Linked DNA regions of Mus musculus: region 1 is linked to region 2. The links are chromatin contacts, called in public promoter capture Hi-C maps. All regions are on one chromosome and are shown on one strand. Each heading gives the region's core, a stretch centred on a gene start, on an enhancer-like site or on the middle of the called end of the contact. The rest is flanking DNA. Distances are from core to core; before and after follow the strand shown.

Region 1 (7,557 bases), core at 3,735-6,234, 270 kb before region 2:
TATTCCATACTTCACGTTCCTAGATAATCATGTCTAAGTGGTGTTACCTTCAAGTTCATGATGAATGTTGAGACAAAATATAATTGGACAGATAGTCTTGTGGTTATTTATTGTGCCTCATTACAACTTTATGATTCAATAACTACATAGTTTTTACTAATTTTTTTGGCGGTGCTGGGAATAGAAGCCAGTATCCCAAGCATGCTAGGCAAGCACACTGTCCTTCACAGCCCAGTGCTACACATTTAAATTAATGGAAGCATTTAGAGAGCTAGAGCAAAGCTGCACATCTGTTTGTCACATAGGCTGTACACAGAGTATTTGTGTTACAGAGAGAAACACTCCTAATGGCAGTGCAGCAGCTCAGATTCCAACTGAAATTACTTACATGTGGTAACATTTTCTTCCCAAGTTGGTATCTCATTTCTGGGCAGTGCAGGTGATAGCGGCACATACTCAGTACCCAGGAAGCCCACCACTGACCTTTGATTTCCGTTTAGCTTCCAGACAACTTTGTTCTGCCTTTTTAGGTGGCATCACTGCTAAATGCTATTTCTGTTTTGAGGCTGTGGTCTTTTATTATTGACCAGTTTATCCCGGTGTGTCTGTGTACTTTCTTAAGTACCAAAAAAGGTGATGGAGAAAAGGGGGAAAAGCTTGTTTTTGCTCAAATTATGTGTATTGTTAAAAAGCAATGGAACATGACCCACAAGTCTAAGTTAAATATAATATTTTAGTACTAAACTTGGCTGCAGGTGCAGGTTGGTATGCACCCCACCTCCAGAAGTATTTCCTGTAGTAAATAAGCAGTCTCCTTTTGTTTAACATGGGCATCTCCTAAGGAAATGTAGCATGATTGATACCAACTGCATGTGTAAATATATCATCCTGACAAACCACAGAATATAAATTATGTATCATTCATGTAGTGTCTACAGATTTGTAATGGGACAAAAAGATGACATGGTATTTAATAAAAACAAAATAAAAATATTCTTCACACTTCCTGTCCATGATCGTATTCTATTGTGTGTATTTTCAGACACTGGGAGCTGAACTATACCCCTGTGGTATCTTAGCTAATCATGAAAAGTCAAGGAGTGAGTCCATTCTCAGCAGCAGGACCGTGGTTCTCAGCCCCTCCCGCCCCCGGCCATGCAAGCACTCACTAAGGACCAAAATCAATGTGGCCATCTCTTGGAATTTGACTTTTTACATTTTCAGTGTTTTTAAATATATTTTCAGGAATAGAATTTTCTACCAATTTTTTCTAAGCAAATATTTAGAGTTCCTGTGTACTTTTTTATGGAAATTAATCTTATAAATAAAAACAATCAAATGAGAAAAGACAGCCTGTAGGAATGTGATTAAACACTGTAGAGAGTTTCCCTGCAGCCAACAGAAAGAAGTTTCCAAAGGAAAAATCAAATTTAACTCCTTACATATTTCTGTTGGATTGATAACTGGTAACAAGATGGAAGAAAATGCTGACTAGAAACAGCGAGACTAATTAGCACCACTTATTTAATTCCTGTCATCTCCAGGTAACAAAAAACAAACAAAAACAAACAAACAAAAACTTGTTCTATTCTCTGTTGCATTCATGGTGGGGTTGTTCTGCAGAGTTTTAAAAAGTAGTTGCTATTCTCTGTTGCATGGCACTGCTGTAGTCTGCAGCTAGACTTCAAAGGAGGAATTCCTATTGCATTTCAGCACCATTACATTCATTGCCAGATATAGTATCTCCTGTCTTTGTATTCTGTCAGAATAGGTCCCTCAGAACCTAAAGGAAAATACTGGGGAGGTAAGAAATGTGTCTTTAAAAATACACTGTATTCAACCATTTCTTAAGACAGAATAAAACAAGCACAGTCTACATACATTTATTTGGCAGAACCATTCTTACAAATCCATTTGTCAAAGAGCACTCTGCCAGTGTCCCAGACTCTGGCTATTGAGGGAATAGTTACAGAATACACACTGAGTATGATTTACAAAAAGAAATTCAAAAGTTGCTCCTGAAAAGAAAATATAAAATATTGAGTGAATTGCCATTCAGTTCATGGTAGATTGCAGGTGTTAACATCCCCCTTAGGTTGAACAGTTTATGATGTAATATGCAGCAGACTTACAGCATAATCATTACATAATTTAAGTGAAATCTTGCTATAAAAACATTCACACTTGAGGAACGAGTATTGTATTTTTTTAAAGTTATGTAAAGAAAATGTTTAGCTCCTCCTAACGCAGCACGTGAAGTAGTGAACTTCACCAACTCCTTCTCAGTAAGCAACACCTGCCCTGCCTCCAAAGCCTAGCTTAAAAGAAGGGACATACATTCAGTTAAGGAAATAAAGTCCCAGGGACATTATCACACCAGACAGCAACAGCCTCAGATTTCCTGTCCATCCACGCGGGTGTGGGTCTTCCCTCCCTTCAGGTTTGACATCAGTCACAAAGCTTGATTCACAGAATATACAAGACAAAAAAAAAAAAAAAAGTCTGACCCTATTGAGACAGAAACGACTTAAGTGCCTGTGGTGGCAAAAGAAAAACAAAAACAAAAACAAAAACGTTGGTGACTACCACTTTAGGTAGAATCTTGTGTAGACAGACTTGCAGGCGTTCACTGCGATTTTCCATAGGAACTACAAACCCAAGGGAATCCATTGGGGTCTCCAGCGTTTTAAGGAAGGGGAAATCTCATTGTAGTGGGAGTGAGGACTTGAAGCTGTCAGCGTTGACCGTGAATTTTTATGCCAAATACATACCTGCTCTAGAGAGGGGGTTTTACATCTTGTTGCCCTCTCCTCAGGCACCATGACTGAGAGTTTTAAGAGGGAAGGTATGGGAAGGAAACTGGAAATTGCAAGATGAAGAGAGTCCCACAGGAGTTCCCGTATGTTTTCTCCAAGCCATTCTCGAAATCTCGACAGGCCTCGGTCCTCAACAGCCAGGCCTCAGTGGCATCTGCAGCAGCAGCACTTGCCGGCTTTCGGAGGGGTGGCACTTATTGATGTGCCGGGTCAAGCCGGGGGAGCTAAAAAAAGTGGACGGGCAGTACTTGCAGGAGAAAATCTGCTGAGCGCTACCATCGGATGCCCCTCCGGGGCCTGCTTCCGAAGGTGCCCCGACCAAGGCGGGCAGTAGCAGCTCCTCGCGGACAGCGTGCCATAGCCGGTGCTTCTCTCGAATGTCCGCGGACGGGAAGTGCGCCCCGCAAAGCGGGCACGCAAAGGTGAGTGGGGCCGTGCGCTCCGAGCCAAAACCCGGAGTTGGTGCACGGGCCGAGCCCGTCTCATGGGTGCCCAGGTGCTTGCGCAGATAGGCTTGGCGACGGAACTTTTTGTGACAATACGGGCACACGAAGACCTCGGACGTCGCTCCTGCGCTGGCACCGCTCGACCCCGGCCCGTGGCGCCCTAGAATCACCTCGGGGTAGGGAGCCTGGGGTCGTGCGGCCTCCGGGTACACTAGAGCCTGTAGGCCCGGGCGCGCGGCGCTGTCCCGGTGCTGACCGTCTCCGGAGCTGTCCGGAGCCTGCGGGTGCTGATCGTCGGTCCGCGGCACGCGGCCGTTCTCCTTGCCCGTCGCCAGGGAAGGGTCCGGAGGGGTCAGAGGCGCGTGGGGAGGTTTACTCGCGGCGCAGGCAGGCGTGGGACGTGGCTTGTGCCAGCGGCGGTGGGAGGCGAGGTTCGCGGGGCAGCTGAAGACCTTGTCGCACTCGGGACAGCGGTACTCGACGCGCACGATGCGGGAGCAGCGGTGCTGAGCCAGAGCGAAGGGGTCCGCGTACTGGTGCTTGCACAGCTGGCAGATGAACTCCCCCAGCGGGGTGCGGACGCCGCCCAGAGCCCGTGCCGGAGCCCCGGGCTCCTCCTCTTTGATCTTCAGACCCAGCACCGGGGACGTGGTCACCTCATCTGCGAAGCTCAGCCTTCTCACCGCCTTAGGTTTCCTGACGGCTGCCGGCGCTGAGGCGCAGACTGGGGCACCCTTACCGCGGCGCTGGAGGCCATGCGGGGCGGGCCCGGGGACGGGAATTGGAACGGATACAGGGACCTGCGGCGGTACCAACTCCTCCCCGGAGGTCACGGCCGCGGGCGCCGCGGAGCAGAAGGCGGTGGCGCTGGGGAAGGACTCCGCAGAGACCGGAGAGCGCAGGCAGCGCTCCAGGAACGCGCGGCGCAGCTCGGGGCCCGCCGGCCTCGCGGGGCTGGGGCCGGGGCCGTCGCCGCCACCCGCGCCCCACTCGGCGTCGTCCTGCGGAGGTGCGAGGCAGGGGGACCCCAAAAGTCCCCGACCGGGCTCCTCCGGTGAGGATTGCGCCGCGAGGGGACCCGGAGGAGGGAAAAGCGGCTCCACCGGGCGCGCGCGGTAGGAGCTGCCGGAGCGCTTGGTTCGCTTCACCAGGAAGCCCCTCGGCATGGTGGGTCGGGTGCCCGGGCGAGCCCCGGAGCTAGGAGGGCTGGACGGAGCCGGGCATGCGGCCGCCCGCTTTATAGCTGAGACGCCGGGCCGGGTCGGGCCGGGCCCCTCGGGCTGTGCCGGCCAATCAGGAGTGGGAGCGGGTCCCGGGGCGGGGCCTCCACCCGGCCGGGCGCCCCGACAGAGACGCGGGAAGACGAGCGGGCACGAAGGGGCTTGGGGCGCCCAGTGCAGCCTCCGGGGACCTCGCGCTAGGGAGCCAGAGCCACCAGCCCGCCACGCGCCGAGAACTGACCAGGCCCACGCCTGGGCGTCGCTCTGAAAGGCTCGGCCGCCTCGGGAGGTCAGAGGAGGGACGGCCACCGCGACAGGGCGGGAATCCGCGCGGGAACGGGTTAACGTCCCTCCGCCAGTACTGAGCTGATGAGAAGCTGCGAGCGAACTGCAGGGCAGCTAAATCCACCGCCCTGTGCCTACACTTGACGGCGGGAGCACGTCTGCCATCCAGTATCGATCGGGACTGCGCGCTTCTGTGATACTATGAGAATTCATCTGGGGAGAAGAGCTCTCGGCGCCGCAGATCGTGCGTGCTGGCAAACCTCTGGAGCTCAGGACGCTGCACGGTTCAGGCGCCGAGCTCTTGGCTGATAAGTGTCCCCTCCCTTGGGGAAGAGGAGTGGGGAGGGGAAGGGATCTAATTTTCGACTGTCCTCACATAAAGTGGTTTCTCTGTTCACACTTTCCACTTAAGCTACCCAGAGACATGACTTAATGCCTAACTGGCCTGTTTAGCATGGAGGAGATTGAGTGAGAAATGCTGGTGGAATCGGCATTACACCTGCTTCCCTCTACATGACAAGAGACACTCTGCAAAAGATGTGCAGTACACCAACTCAACAGATTGTCCTCTGGGCCCCTTGCCACCAGCTGGGCACTTCGTTGTTGTAGTTAAGAACCTGAAGAGATTTGTAGGTTTGTAGTACTGATTGAACGGTGAAATAATTAGCCCTATTCGACAGAGGTACCGTATCAGCCTTTATAACAAAACCCATGCAATGTGAGAAGAGGAAAGGGAAAGACCCGTGCTCGGAGCTCCTCGATAAACAGAACTAAAAGCAGACTCAGTTAAAGTGGAATGCAGGCTGAGTCCCATCATCAGTGAAGTAATTTCACATGGAGGACAGTATTTAAGGAAAGAGACATGAAGGTCTGTTTATCTCTGGCTATGCATCAGGTTATGCTTAAGCAGGCATGCGCGCATGCACACACAATAAAGTTTCACAATATAATACTTAACCAAATACCCTGGATCCTCTGGTTTTCTGTCCTGCTGTACTTTAAGGACTGGATTAAGCTCAGCAGTTATGATGCTTTCCATTAAACAGTGTGGAGCGAGCGGCGTACAGTAAGTGTGAGATTTTACAATCAAAATTCCTATCCCGAATCATTAAAATGCTAAAGTGCTAAGTAGGTTAATAAGCTTGGTTTCCTGAGCTGGTCATTTCCAACATGTCAGTGACCTCGGGGCTGACTTCTCACTCAAATTCATCTCATCCTACCCCTTGCCCACGAGGCTTTTTCCTGAAGCAAAGCATATTGGCTCGTGTTTTCCACCAGCTCCAGTGCTGCTCCCCCACCCTCTTCAATGACAACCTTCCTGGAAAACAATACCACATTTTTTTTTCATTCTTAATTAACAACTTTCTAGAAAATATGGATAAAGAAAACTCTTTGTCACAGTATTGTTGGTGATTGTAAATACGCTGAGATTACGTCGAGGAACTCACCTCTACTGCAGATGATGAGTTAGCCATCAGCATCAGACGGAACTCAGAGTACATCATGACACTAGGCCCCAGGATGGGAAGGTGCATGTGTGCACTGCAGAGCTCAGTGAGGAAGGAATGAAATGCATGCGACACCGGAAGCGCTCGGGATGGAAACGTTGTGATGCGCATCCGCTTAGTAAGAATTTTAATAGTTTTTGCTGACTTCAGTTTTTAGATCTTTTAAGTGACCTGCAAAAAGTATACATGACTCTGGTGATTAGAAATAAAAATAAAAAGAATATCACACACACACACACACACACACACACACACACACACACACAAGGCTAAGGTTAAATGTGGCAGCTTTCCCTAGGATAGACTTGTGCGGTTGTGGACATTCCCCAGATCCTTGACAGGGAGACCTGACCCTGCCAGCTGAAAGTCACTCCTTCAGTTAAAAAATAAAGACTTTAAAATTCCGGTAACATAGGACTCGGTGCGAACCTCCCCTGGGCTATCCTAAAAGATTCTTCAGAGTGCCAGCAATCCTTTCTGTTCTCTCACTAAGATACACAATAGGGCTGGAGAGATGGCTCAGCGGTTAAGAGCACTGACTGCTCTTCCAAAGGTCCTGAGTTCAAATCCCAGCAACCACATGGTGGCTCACAACCATCTGTAATGAATGAGATCTGATGCCCTCTTCTGGTGTGTCTGGTGTGCTTACATGTAAAAAATAAATCTTAAAAAAAAAAAAAAAAGACATACGATAAAGATGAGGCCTAGAGAGTATGTGAGATCTTGGTGTCACCCACCCCCTTTCTCTTGACAGTGGGGACATGTTCCCTCTCTGCTCTGTTACACTTTGGCAAAAATTCATGAATGCTGAATCATCTCTCAAGATTTAATTTTCTTGTTGTGGGATGAAATTGATTTAAATTTAGAAAATTTGAAGGAAAAGGGGGCCATGACAATAGAAAGGAGGCTACTGGGAATAATGGGAGGAACAAGAGAGGGTATAACCCAAATATCCACTCTCTGTACTGGCTAGTTTTCATCAGTTTGACACAAACTAAAGTCACCTGGTGTCTTAGGTAAGGTTCTGTTGTTGTGAAGAGACACCATGACCAAGGCAACTCTTATGAAGGACAACATTTAATTGGGGCTGGCTTACAGGTTCAGAGGTTCTGTCTATTATCATCATGGCAGGAAGCATGGCAGTGTCCAGGCAGACATGGTGCTGGAGATGGAGCTGGGAGCCCTACATCTTGATCTGCAGGCAGCAGAAGGGGACTGTCTCCTACACAGGATGGAACTTGAGCATAGGAGACCTCAAAGCCAGCCCCCAGTATGGCATACT
Region 2 (6,662 bases), core at 1,728-4,227:
CCTCTTCTGGGGTGTCTGAAGACAGCTACAGTGTACTTACATATAATAAATAAATAAATCTTAAAAAAAAAAACTACATTAGAAACAAGCCTATCTAGGTTTGCATCAGCTGGACTGTCTGCTCTCATATACAACCTTGGCCAATCACCTCACTTTTTTAGGTCTCCAGCTCCTCTGGTGTAAAACAGGACTATTAATGTCCGCCTCAAAGAGCTGGTGAAAGACTCCGAGAGGAGCCCCTCGCTCAGGCCTTGGGATAATAGCAGACCCCCAAGAACTCACGAGAGACCAAGCTTGATGCAAACCACACGAGGCTTTATTCAGGGAAAGCCAGAGCTCTGGGGACAACTCAAAGCCAGAGCTCTGAGGACAACTCGTATCCCACACAGGGGTAGAGGAGACGACCTCGAGGGAAAAGGGGTCTCAGTTTTTATAGGTCCTTAAGGGGAAAAGGAGAAGGGGGGTAGTAGGGGATTTCCAGATCTAAACAATATCTATTCTAAAATGATTGATGCCTCAAGAAATGGGTATGGGAGGGAAACAAGGAAGGAGTCTAATGAAGGTGCAGCAACTCTGGATTGGCCCCGACTGTGGTTGCTGGGGAGATTTTCCGATTCTTTCCCAGCAACCAATACCACAAACACCTGGCAGTGAGGCGCAGCAATGGGCACACACATGGTCAGAACATTGGCAGACACACAGGTTCGAGAATCGGCAAGAGCATTGTGCACCTCTATTTTTCTAAATCAGTGAAGCTAGTTCTACTAACAATGAAATCTATTTTGCCAATTTCAGGGCTTCTGTGACCTTTTACATTCTGTCAGGATCTTTCACTGGCATGAAGGTGCAATAAAGCTGCAGCCAGGGAGCTGGCTCAGTGGGGAAGAAGAGGACCTGCTGCATAAACTTGAGGTCTCGAGCTAAGATCCCCAGCACTCAAAAGCACTCAGACACAACAACCACATGCAATCCTGTAGCTCCAGAGCTTCTCAGGGGCTGGGGATGGAGGTGGGGTACGGACAGGATTGCTGGGGCTTGCTGGCTGTCAGCCTAGTTTCAGGTTCAATAAGACACCCTGTTGCAAGAGAATAAGACATAGGGAGTGGTAAAGCAGGATACCAGACATCCTATTGTGACTTCCACATATATAGAGCAAAGGCACATGAACACATACACATATACATGCAGCATGCGCACACGAACACACACACACACACACACACACACACACACACACACACACACACACAAGTAGAATGACTTCATGACAGAAAGTTTATGCTACAAAAGGCCCGTTCAATTGCTTCAAATAACTGCTTGCCAACAGTACTTATTTGCTCTCTTTTAACACAGGCTATTAAAACACCTCTCCCTACTTCTTGTTTCCTGCTGATAACTGAGCTCCTTTGTGTATACAGGAGTAGATGGGTGCCTGCTTCTCTATACATCCATGGCTAACCTGGAACTTCCTATGTAGATCAAGCTGGCCTTGAATTAGCAGAAATCTTGCTTCTGGCCCTGGGTGCATGTGCACGCGCAACCACACCCAGCTTCTCCGTTATATTTAAGCGCGTGCTCACTCCGAATTTCCCTTCTGTCCTCCATACAGACAACCTTTCTAGTCTCCTTTCTTCTTACCAAGGCACACAAGCTTCACTCCCAGTTTCCAGTTTATTTCCGGCTTCATTGAGCTACGTGAGCTCTTTGTTTATAAAGTGTAATTTTGAAGACAGTTGTGTCTTCAAAGGCCATTTAGTTTTAGATGCTCTCATACAAATGAAACAATTAACATCTAATTTCGTTTAGTCCTAATTTTAAAAGAAAAGAAAGGAATTCTCCTGCCTGTGTTCTGAGGACTGAGATTATCACCATACCCATGCCTGGTTTTTTGGGTTTTTTTTTGTTCTCCTTTAATGAAAATGCACATACCAAAAAAAGGGGGCAGGTATAGGAAAAAAAAAAAGGTGTGTGTGTGAGTAAAAACCCAAGAAGGAAGAATGTATCAGAGAAACAACACTAAGTTTAACCTGTTAAAATAATTACATAGTAGATCTAAGGCCAGGCCTAGTGGCATATGCAAGTCACACAGCTGGACACCAAGGCAGGAGGATTCTGAATTTGAGATCCAACTGAGTTACACAGTGAGATCCTCTCTTAAAAAACAAAAAGCACAAAATTAAAAAATAAAAATAAAAAGGGACTGGGTGAAAAAGAAAGAGCGGATGGAAGCGATAAGGTCGGGGCTTCCCGGGAACACTGTTAGCTCAATGCTAAGCTTGCACACCTCAGCAGTGGTTCCCCGGCATGTCTTGCTTATACAAACAAATGAACAACTAAAAGACAGACCGACCAGGAGCCGAAAGGTGAGTCAGTCGGCCCAGTAGTAACTGATGACGGTAAGGGAAATTCTATGTCCCTGTGACCTCTGACAGAGCTGAAATTGATTTCATTATTCCTGACAAAAATTACTAACTCTCATTACATAACTATTCCTCTGCCATAATTAAGCAAATATGCAAGCTAAGCAATACTTTTCTTTGTTTTGTTTTTGTTTGTTTGTTTAGTTTTTTCGAGACAGGGTTTCTCTGTGTAGCTCTGGCTGTCCTGGAACTCACTCTGTAGACCAGGCTGGCCTCAAACTCAGAAATCTGCCTGCCTCTGCCTCTGCCTCCCAAGTGCTGGGATGAAAGGCGTGTGCCACCATGCCCGGCTAGCAATACTTTTCTAACCCCAAAATAACACAGTGTAGGGAGCAGATCTAGGTTTGAATGCTGCCTTCACCGCTTAGACTGTAGGATGTTGGTGAATGAGTAACCTTTCTGAACCTCGGTTTCCCTCCCTGTAAAGGAAATACTTCTAGAAAGCTGTTACTAACATGACACAGCTAAATGAACAGTAGCTTTGACCAAGTCTAACACTGCTTATGTGCTGTATGAGTAACAGTATTTGTGGTATACCTACAAAGTTCCAAGTATTCAGGAGACTACAGGAGGTGCGACTCCCTTGAGGAGTTTCTAGTATCATTGAAGCAAGAACAAATACTGACATGAAAAACTACAAACTCAACAACAAGAACAGAGTTCTTGTCACAGGACTAATAAGGAAGCAAGTAAAGACTTCAGACGTCTAGAAAGATATGGGAGCAGAGATAGAATACAGTTATAAAGGGGGTTAGATGGGGCGGGGTTAGGAGGGTAGGGGAGAGGAGGGGATATAGGGAGGGAAAACTAACACAAAAGAGCCTCTGGAAAAGCTATATGGAAACCCAATACTGTAGAAACTTCATGGAATATATATAAGTGGAGTTACCCCATAACGGGGAAAATAGACTAGATACCACAGGCTTTTATATAAAAGCCCCAGTAATAAGAATGGATCACTTCTTTTGTGTGTTGTTAGCCAAAGTGGTCCCATAGACCCCCAAACATTACAGGATGTTGCTATTGCTCTTAGTTACCCTCCAAAATTTCTTCTAAGACACTATTGTAGCAGAGACCACTAACTTGAGTCATAAGCATGAAGAAACCAAGTGGGTGCTGACCTGAGCTCTCTACTGGCTAGCTTTTGTAGAGGTAGGTGGAAGGTAGCACGCATGTTAGTGCGTGAAAAAGTAACCATTAATTTCGCTCAACTCTGAACCCTTCAAACTGCAATAACAACCTGCCTGTGATGTGCCTACTTGTAGAATAGTGACAGCAACCACTTTCTGACTGGATTTAAGGACAACACCATGAGATAGAACCCATTAAGATAGAACTGTTAAGGAGGCCAAGAACCAGAGGATAAATAGTCATACGCCCTTGGGAAGAGCCCTTTACTATAATTGTGCTAAATGGACACAGCACTATCATGATTCTAATGACTTATTGCTATACACAGAGACCAGCTCACAGCTCACTAAGCTTCTTTCAGTGTATGTCAACTAAGACAGAGACCTGCACCTGGTCAACTCGCAGAGAATAGGAGACTTTAGATAGCGTGCTCATCTCTAAATGGGACATCTCATTCCCCTCCCCTCACATCTCAGGAATCTTTGTGGAAGAGAGGGTGGAAAGACTGCAGGCATCAGAGGTGATGCGTGACTATAACTGTTTTCCAGACACAGCGGGTAGTTGTGCATCTGAACTCACAATGACTGTGACAGCACACACGGACCCTCGCAGTTCAGTGGGAATGAAGTTCCACCCCACCGAGGAGATACTAGCACTTGGTAGCTGTTGGGAGAAGGGTCAGTTTCCTTTAATTGTATGATACCTGGTTCACAGACCCCATACCCAAAAGTAGTTGGGTAACATAAATTGGATTTCATGGTGCAGTGGATCAAGGAGGAGCTAGGGGGTGGATCTGTTCAAAATACATTGTGCAAATTTCTCAAATAATTAATAAAAATATTAGTTTAAAAAAATCAAGAAAAAAGACAGAAAAGGCACTTAAGAAAGCCTCAAAGATTTGGAGCTAAGAACACATTTGGGGAGGGGTTGGGACACTAAGAAGTAGCCAACTATGTGAAGTCTCTCTGACAGCAGCTGTGGAGGCCAATGTCAAAAACAAAATGGCAGGTGACTTGGGAAGAAATCATCACAATTTTCTATCTGCAAAGGTCTGGCCTATGTTTAGAGGCAGCAAGGGCTCCTAAATATATTTTGTGGATTTTTTTTTCTTCTTCTTAGAATAGAAAAAGATACATTCCTTTACTAGGCAAGAAAACAGCAGGCACTGGCAGTACCAGGAGAACCTGTTTGTTTATTTACTGAGGGTCAGCCTCTCTAGTCCAAGTTGACCTTGACCTCTTCATCCCCCTGCCTCATCTTTTGAACAGCAAGCTGAGATTAGAGAGTACGCTACCATCCCAGCATCCAAAACATATTTTTGGAAAAATGAACAAATGTGCCTCAAGATATTGGCAGAGACTGTCAGGAAGGTATTAACTCTGACTAGACCCTTCAGCTTGAGTCAGTTAGTTCCTGTGTACACGTCATTCTCAGCTCCTCCGACTGCCCCTGGCCACTCTACCTAGTCAGGGCCTTACGTTTTCCCTGAAATACATCCCTGCCAGCTTTTCTCATTGCAGAGACTCTGAAAAACAAAGCACAAGCATTTAGACAACGGGGACCTGCAAAGGAAGGCCAGGCCAGCACTTTTGTTAACCTGTCAGGATGAGATTGTTCCATTCTAGGTCCAAAGCAGCAAACAGCGGCTTACATTACAGCAGTGGGCCATTAAGTGCTGGTTGCTGCAACAACTTCAACTCTCTGTAGATTCAAATCATCTGTGCACAGCTACGACTGGCATAAACGTAATTCTGTAACAACCAAATAAACCTACTGCTTAACCAGCCACACAAGTCAGCTTTGCACATTCCACTCTTGCAATTATAAAATCTCCAAATGAAAAGCCAGGGCTCCTGAGGGCCGGAAATCACATTTCACTTCCCTGCAGCTGTCCCACAGCTCAGGCCCACGCAAGAGCCTAGAGGAAATGCGCCTGGAGACCTTATTAACAAAGGATGGAAATCCCCCCGCACCTCACACTTCCCAATTAGTACCGTTAGGGCAGAGGCTCTCAGGCTCCATTTCCCTGCATGGAAGCTTCCCCACCCAGAGCCACTCTGCAGCTCACACCAGCGCAAAAACCACGGCAGAGCAGCTGCGGGATTACCGATGTCCGGATCGCTGCGCTAGCTATCCGTTTCACGGTACCATGGAGTCACACCTGCAGGTTATTGGTTTTTTATGGTTGCTTTTTAGGTTAATAACTTTTGTCAGTCAAAAGCAATGCGATGCAATAGGAAACCTGCCTAGGGCCCACTTGGAGCTAGGTGAGCTGTACTACTCTACCCACTCAGAAATGGAATCTCACTGTTTTAAAAACAAAAAGGGCCGGGCGGTGGTGGCGCATGCCTTTCATCCCAGCACTTGGGAGGCAGAGGCAGGCGGATTTCTGAGTTCGAGGCCAGCCCGGTCTACAGAGTGAGTTCCAGGACAGCCAGAGCTACACAGAGAAACCCTGTCTCGAAAAAACAAAAACAAAAACAAAAAAAAAAAAAAGAAAGAAAAAAGAAAAAGGAACACACTACCACTGTTCGGTGACATGACACTTTGCTAGGTTTGGGGATGCCTTGGTTGAGACACAGTCTTACTATGTGACTCTGGCTAGCCTGGAACTCACAGAGATCCACCTGCCTCTGCCTCTGGGATTGAAAGCATTTGCAGCCACACCCAGCAAATTTCAGTATTTTCTAAATATTTGCTTAAAGGAGACTTTCTCTCTTCAGTGATGACCCAAATTGTTTTCAGCTTACAATGAATGTAAGTATACAGTTTTAACTAAGGGAAGATGCTATAGAAGGATGTTGCTCTGCGAGGAATGCACTGTTTTAAAACCTCCCTCCATAACTTTTACCTGCAAGTGCATGTGCATTTGTTTAAGACAGCAGTTCTTCCTCTGTCTCTGTGTGCAGGACGTATGGATGTGTGTGTGTGTGTGTGTGTGTGTGTGTGTGTGTGTGATATGTATGTGCACCACCATGTAGAGGCCAGATGTTGCCAGTGGACGTCTCTTTCTCAATCATTTCCTACTTTATTATTATTTTAATATCACTACATTTTTTATTGATTTATTTATTGTGTGTGTGTGGTTGTGTATTCAGTGTGTGTATTCAC

Evidence for each region. Promoter capture Hi-C pulls out the DNA fragments that hold promoters and counts their contacts.
Region 1: a contact with region 2 is called in a promoter capture Hi-C map of embryonic stem cells, with 3 times the contacts expected there. The contact joins the promoter of Insm2 here to the enhancer-like site in region 2. A contact is called at or near these places in 7 of 39 promoter capture datasets (the C10 cell line, the HPC-7 cell line, embryonic stem cells and 2 more), 3 of 484 Hi-C or Micro-C datasets (cardiomyocytes and embryonic stem cells), 1 of 115 datasets of contacts at active chromatin or transcription factors (embryonic stem cells) and 3 of 9 other capture datasets (adipose tissue, liver and pancreatic islet).

What each region holds. Positions count from the first base shown.
Region 1 is chr12:55,596,344-55,603,900 of GRCm38.p6, reverse strand. Insm2 (insulinoma-associated 2) reads right to left here and starts at 4,984. Exons shown (of 1, transcript NM_020287.2): 1 at 1,883-4,984. The coding sequence starts at 4,428. The coding sequence ends at 2,947. Ralgapa1 (Ral GTPase activating protein, alpha subunit 1) reads left to right here. Exons shown (of 42, transcript NM_001368814.1): 42 at 1-1,013.
Region 2 is chr12:55,320,711-55,327,372 of GRCm38.p6, reverse strand. All of the region lies in intron 3 of Prorp (protein only RNase P catalytic subunit), which reads right to left. Among named protein-coding and RNA genes, the nearest start is that of Ppp2r3c, 21 kb to the right of the region's middle. Within about 2 kb of position 2,977, at least 15 of the 459 cell types and tissues checked have an H3K27ac peak or open chromatin away from gene starts, as enhancers often do.